Linked DNA regions of Sus scrofa: region 2 is linked to region 1. Evidence: chromatin contacts called from public HiChIP or PLAC-seq data. All regions are on one chromosome and are shown on one strand. Each heading gives the region's core, a stretch centred on a gene start, on an enhancer-like site or on the middle of the called end of the contact. The rest is flanking DNA. Distances are from core to core; before and after follow the strand shown.

Region 1 (3,134 bases), core at 232-2,731:
GTTCCAGATCCTGAGGAAACAGAAGTCGAAGGTGAAAAGATATTTACTTCAAAATCTTCACTAGAAAGTATTTCTAAGGAGATTTCTGGATGACTCTAATCTTTCCAAGGTCAAGGGAAAGCTGCCAGCAGGTGCAATTTCTCTTTCTATTGTCTCCTTCGAAATTAGCATATTTGTGATTAGGAACTCTTATTTGCAAAAGAAATTTTTTATCAAATCCTATAAGTTATTTTCCCCCACAAAAATCATAGAATTACCTTGAAAAATCCCATCCAAAAATTGCTTCTACTTACGAACAAACATTTTTAGAGCAGCAGTCTTGGCAATCAGCTAAGATTAGAGTAGGAAATCAGTATACCAGAATTTTAATCTTGCTTTGCCACTTATTCTTTCTGAGTCCTTGAAAAATTTATTTAGCATGTTCCTTGGCCGCCAAATGAGGTTAATAAAATTCTCTAGGTTTAAAAAAAAATTGGGGGACATAATTACATAGTCACCAGAAAGAAACTTAAAATTAAAGTGGAAGTTCTCTGGCAGCTCAGTGGGTTAAGGATCTGTTATTGTCACTACTGTGGTGCAGGTCAGATCTTTGGCCCAGGAATTTCCGCATGCTGTGGGACTGGCCTAAATAAATAAATAGATAATTTTTTTTAATTGTTAATTAAAAATATTTTTTGAAAGGACTTTGTACCACTCTGAGGTGATCAAAGAGTTATTTATTTTCCTCAGTTTCCTCTTTATTAACAGAGTGGTAGTAACAACAACAAACAAAAAAAACCGTGTAATTTCTACTGAGAAACAGAACAAAATACAGTGATGAATGAAATAATGTTAATCTTTTTTTTTTTTTGCTTCTTAGGGCCACACCTGAACCTGCGGCATAAGGGCACGTGGAAGTTCCCAGCCCTGGGGTCTAATCAGAGCTGTAGCTGTCAGCCGATGCAACAGCAATGGCAATGAAGGATCCAAGTCATGGCTGTGATCTACACCACAGTTCATGGCAATGCCAAATCCTTAACCCACTGAGTGAGGCCAGGGATCAAACCTGCATCCTCACGGATTCTAGTCGGATTCGTTACCCCTGAGCCACAGTGGGAACTCTGAAATAAAGTTAATCTTAAAACATGCCCCTCCCCCAAAAAACCCCATTCAAAATGTTTTCTCATTTTATGCAGAGAAGCGTCTTCTAGAAGCCCAATATAATTTAAACAGCCTAGGTTACAATTAGCATAAAAACCACTGTGCTTCAACCTTTAAAACTTTGAAGAAATGAAGTCTTATGACACTGTCAACTAAGAAATTGAGAGAAAAGAAACTCTCCAAAATTTATCAGCATGCTACTTTTATTCTCTTAGTCTGGATTAACTTCTGAGAAGTGTTTGAGTCTGCTGATATCAAGGAAGGTTTTCATCAGGATTATATGCAAAAACTGGAATGTATGATTCAAAAGAGCTGTATCATTTCAGAGGAACATTCAGGCTTATTCATTACACATTTTGCCACCTAACAGAGGTCCACAAGGGGGCGCTCTTTTGCTGAGATTTTTCTACACATTTTAATTTTTATGATAAGGAAACTTGGTACCACTAAATACATATGTGTAAAATTTGCTACTGTGTTCAACTGCAAATGTGGGATTGTGGGATGATAAGTCTTTTCAGCAGGTCAGGGTTTCAGGTAGTTTTCAATATGCTACCTCTATCCAGGGACAGAGTAAGCAAGTCTATGCTTGTGTTTTTTAAAAGCAAGGTCTTGGTTTCCTTATATCCCTCTGGTAAGCCCCCTGGTTTTCGAACCAGCTAAGAAAGCTTATCTTCATGGTGTCTGCCTCCAGGGCTGGGGTGCCTAATATAGAATCCCTGAGCCTGTGACCTCCCCTTCCTCTTCTGTGTCCCCCAATAGACACAGTGCAGGTCCCAATAAGCTCACTCCTCATCCCTTCCTGCCAGACTGTGTGGATCTGTCATTACAGCCTTGGTTGCTGAAGGGCTGTCCTGTCCTTCTAGTTCCCAGGTTGATTTTAGTAAAAGTCTATATATAGTTATTTTTTTGAGGTGTTCCTGAGGGGAGGTGTGCCCACTGTCCTCTTATTCTTCCATCTTGATCCCTTTTCCTGGCAGTACATAGTTTGTTATCTGTCTTGGTACTATTTTGGGGAAAAGTCTCCTTAGCCATGGGAAATAAAAGCAAACATAAGCAAGTAGGACTACATTAAACTACAAGGCTTTGGCACAGTGAAAGAAAAGGTCAACAAAATGAAAAGGCTGCCTATTGATGGGGGACAATGTTTGCAAATGATATATCCAATAAGAGGTTAATATCCAAAATATCCAAAAAGTCACATAATTCAACATCAAAAAACAACCAAATTAAAAAATGATAGAGAATCTAAATAGACATTTTCCCAAAGACAAACAAAATTTCAAAAGGCACATGAAAAAATGCTCAGCATTGCTAATTATCAGGGAAATGCAAATCAAAATCACAATGAGGTATCACTTTACATGCGTCAGAAGGGCCAGCCTCAAAAAGACAACAAATAATGTGTTAGCATGGATGTAGAGAAGCGGGAATCTTTGCGCACTGTTGGTAGAAATAATAATTGGTGCAGCCACTATGGAAAAATCGTATGGAGGGGTTTTTTTGGGGGGAGGGGGATGGGCAGGGGCTGTGCCCATGGTATGTGGAAGTTCCTGAACCAGGGATCATACCCATGCCACAGCAGTGTACTGAACCACTGCAGTGACAATGCCAGATCCTTAACCCACTGCACCACCAGGGATGGAGATTTTACATAATTATAAATAGAAGTAATGTACACTCCAGTAATTCCATTCCCAGGCATTTATTCAAAGAAAACAAAAACATGAATTAAAAAAGATATATGCACCCTTATGTCATTGTAGCATTATTTAAAATAGCCAAGGTATGGCAGAAATCTAAGTGTTATCAATAGACAAATGGGTATAAAGGCTTTTTCTTAAAAGAATACTTAAACCATCGTTGAAGGCTCAAATTAAGAAGAGTTCCTCATATGTCATAAATTTTTGTTTATTTTCTTTCCTTTCCTTTTATTCTCTATACAAAATAGCTAGAATGTGGTTTAAAGTCTCGAAGGAGAGTTTTAAATGGAA
Region 2 (3,134 bases), core at 238-2,737, 77 kb after region 1:
GAATTTGACTTTCCAATCAAATTACGGAAGCCTAGTTCATGTTTATTAAAGTGGTAAGAGGGCAAAGAACCTTCACTTGGAGGTTAGAGCTACCTGTGTGTCAGTCCTGACTCTCATCGTCTCATCTGTCTGACTCCAACAGTGCTCTTCTCTTATAGACCATAAATCTCCATTTCCTCAAGAGGAGGCTAAGAGGCTGTCTTATCTCTTTCAGATTGTAATCAGAATTGGGTAATAGAAGTGAAAACAAAGGATCTAAAATTGTGAAGTGCTGACTTCCAGTCCCATCTTCTCCTTTGTGAAGGACCCCACCTTTACTCCAAGACAGATCTGCCTGCAATAGCTCATCTCAGTCCAGCCCTGTTTTTAGTGTTTCTTGCTTAGGTTTCTCTTCCTGAAAAACACATTGCTATGGTACTTAGAAAACAAACCAAACCTCAAAAACTTCAGTAGTTTTGAATATAAACAATGGGAGGTTTGCTATCGCTCAACTTTTCTGCATTCTACCTTTTCATTTCATTTACCCCTGTGTTTTTCTTTACTTTTAGTTTCGCCGAGAACTGATTACTTTTTGGCTGCCCAATATTTAAGATCTTTCCTAGCGTAAACTCAAATTTTCAAAAGTTAATTTTAGTGTTTTAGTGGCCTTTTGACCAACAGAGCTTCAAATAACCCACAGGAATATATATATATATATATATTTAAATGTCTTCCCCTACCAACAACCACAACTATACAAAAGCATTTTACTGGGTACATTTTGGTGGTTAACGCTCTCTCCATTCCCCTTGGGGGGAAATTACTCATTCCTATAGGGGGACCTCTAAGGAGAATGTTTTCCTAAAAGGGGCCAACGGGGCGGCGTCCTCTCTTCCCAACGCCCTGATTCTCTTCTTAGATTGGAGATCCGCGGCAGCTTTTATTTTTCTTCTGCTTACTTCCCAGACCTTCCGCGGGGCTGCGGGCGCCCAGGCTGGCGGGTCGGGCCGGGGGGACGCGCTACCTGCCGCTGCAGCGCCCGGGGCCTGGGCTCTCGGCGGAGTCCGCTGAGGCCCTTTCTTCCTGTGCGACTCCGGGCCGCGGCGACGCCGCCGCGAGCGGGATCCGGTCCCGGGAGCCCGCGCCCGCCGGGGATCCCGTCTCAGCCGGCGCGGGGGCCACCGCCACGTTCGCCCGGGCCCAGCCGGCTCCCGCCAGGTCCCGGCCGGCCGCTGCTTTCTCCGCTGCGCCCCGCCCCGGCCGTACGTCTTGCAGGCCCCGGAGCTGAGTGTTGGCCCCGGGTCGGGAGGAGGAAGCGGAGGAGGGCTTGGCGTGAGGGCGCGGGAGGGCGGCGCGGGGCGGGGAGCCGCCGCCTGCCCTTAAACGGGCGTGGGGACCCATGGGGCCGGCGGGGAACGCTGGCCGCAGATGCTGAGCGGCGCTCGCCCCCTTCCCGGAGCGGCCGGCCTTCGTGCGGGAGGGGCGGCCCGTTCGGAGCTGGGTCGGTCATGGCCAGTGGCAGCTGCCAGGGGTGCGAGGAGGAGGACGAGGAAGCTCTGAAGAAACTGATAGTCAGGCTGAACAATGTCCAAGAAGGAAAACAGATAGAGACGCTGGTCCAAATCCTGGAGGATATGCTGGTGTTCACTTACGCCGACCACGGTAATGGGTTTGCAGGGAAGCCGTTCCTTTGCCCCGGTTCCCCCTCACCCCCCCTTTTTTTGCAAACTTTCTTCCCCTGAACTTTGTGGCACCACAAACCTGGACTCTTGAGAAGCCGCAAACTCTCTGTTCCTTGAGACAGAAAGGACCCGACAATTTTAGGAAGGTCTTGGCCTCACTTCTTTTGCTTTCTCCCCCCTATTCAGACTTAAAAGGGGTGCCATGAATCGTGACTTTGCTTTTTTCCCCTAACCCCCTTCTTTTCCAGCCTCCAGGTTATTTCAAGACAAAAATGTCCACGTGCCTCTGTTGATCGTCTTGGACTCGTATATGAGAGTCGCTAGTGTGCAGCAGGTAAAGGAGTTGTTTTCATTTTGCCCGTTCCCCCTTCTCTTTGGAAATAGATGTTTTTCTGTCAGTATTCTATACCCAGAGTTCTGGGTTGTTTCTGAGATTTGGCTTGACAATCCACTGACTGTGATTTTAAGATGGAAGCATTATCAAATGCTAAGGGCGTAAAAGGGCCTACAGTGTGCTCCTAGGTGTCTTTAAGAAGCAACTTTATACAGTTGATTGGCAGAATATGGATGGTGGTGGGAGGGGACTAATAATAGGTTAAGATTTCATTCTGTTAATGGCTAGATGAGTTCATCAGTGTTTAGATCAAATTATTCTAAGAATCTTCCCAATGGTTGTGTCCTAGAGGTGACACCATTGTGAATAGTTTGGGAAAGAGGAATAATGAACAGTAATAGCATTAATAATAATTAAATTAATAAAATGAAGTTACTGGCAAACTTATAGGTTTAAGGTTTTTTTTTTTTTAACTTGAAGATAGCTTTCTAACCTTCTTTAATTGTAGTACACCTTGTATTAGCTAAAGAAAGTGACATTTTAGGATTCCTCTGTGAATTTAAATTTATACTTCTTAACTGTTTTCATATAAAATGAATATAACAGTGAAACTTTTAGAATCTGCACCGTAGGAAACCCAGAAAATTGTTCAATGTCTTAGATATATTTAAAAAGGAGCCTTAAGATGATAATTAAGGATGTGTTAACAGTCAAAACAGAAGTACTGCGTGAGGTTAACTTCCTTTGTAGATTTTCAGATTTGGGGAACTAAAATCAGTTTTTTTCATTTGCACTGTTAAGTCCTGAAGGGAAAGATGATTGAACTTTGTTGAGGTGCAGTGTTTCTTAATATCTACTTGAGAGGTTAGACAGATGTTAAGAATTATCTGGATCTCTAGATCTATATCTATCTACTTTATGTGTATCTCTGTCCAGCTATGTCTTGTCTGGGTAATCATATACCTAGCTTCTTTTATGTAAAGATATTTATAACTCAGGAGTTCCCGTCGTGGCGCAGTGGTTAACGAATCCGACTAGGAACCATGAGCTTGTGGGTTCCATCCCTGGCCTTGCTCAGTGGGTTCAGGATCCGGCGTGGCCGTGAGCTGTGGTGTAGGTCGCAGAGGCGGCTCGGATCC

What was found. HiChIP or PLAC-seq counts read pairs in DNA pulled down with a chosen protein or histone mark.
Region 2: an H3K27ac HiChIP or PLAC-seq map of alveolar macrophages shows a contact between it and region 1. The contact joins the promoter of LRRK2 here to the enhancer-like site in region 1. A contact is called at or near these places in 7 of 47 Hi-C or Micro-C datasets (alveolar macrophages, blood, embryonic fibroblasts and 4 more) and 1 of 2 datasets of contacts at active chromatin or transcription factors (alveolar macrophages).

What each region holds. Positions count from the first base shown.
Region 1 is chr5:71,721,855-71,724,988 of Sscrofa11.1, forward strand. The region is part of intron 1 of LOC102165502 (a long non-coding RNA gene); the gene reads right to left. Among named protein-coding and RNA genes, the nearest start is that of SLC2A13, 50 kb to the left of the region's middle. Within about 2 kb of position 1,482, at least 2 of the 83 cell types and tissues checked have an H3K27ac peak or open chromatin away from gene starts, as enhancers often do. A contact at or near this core is called in alveolar macrophages, where this site is marked.
Region 2 is chr5:71,798,850-71,801,983 of Sscrofa11.1, forward strand. LRRK2 (leucine rich repeat kinase 2) reads left to right here and starts at 1,488. Exons shown (of 52, transcript NM_001113437.2): 1 at 1,488-1,641; 2 at 1,910-1,995. The coding sequence starts at 1,488.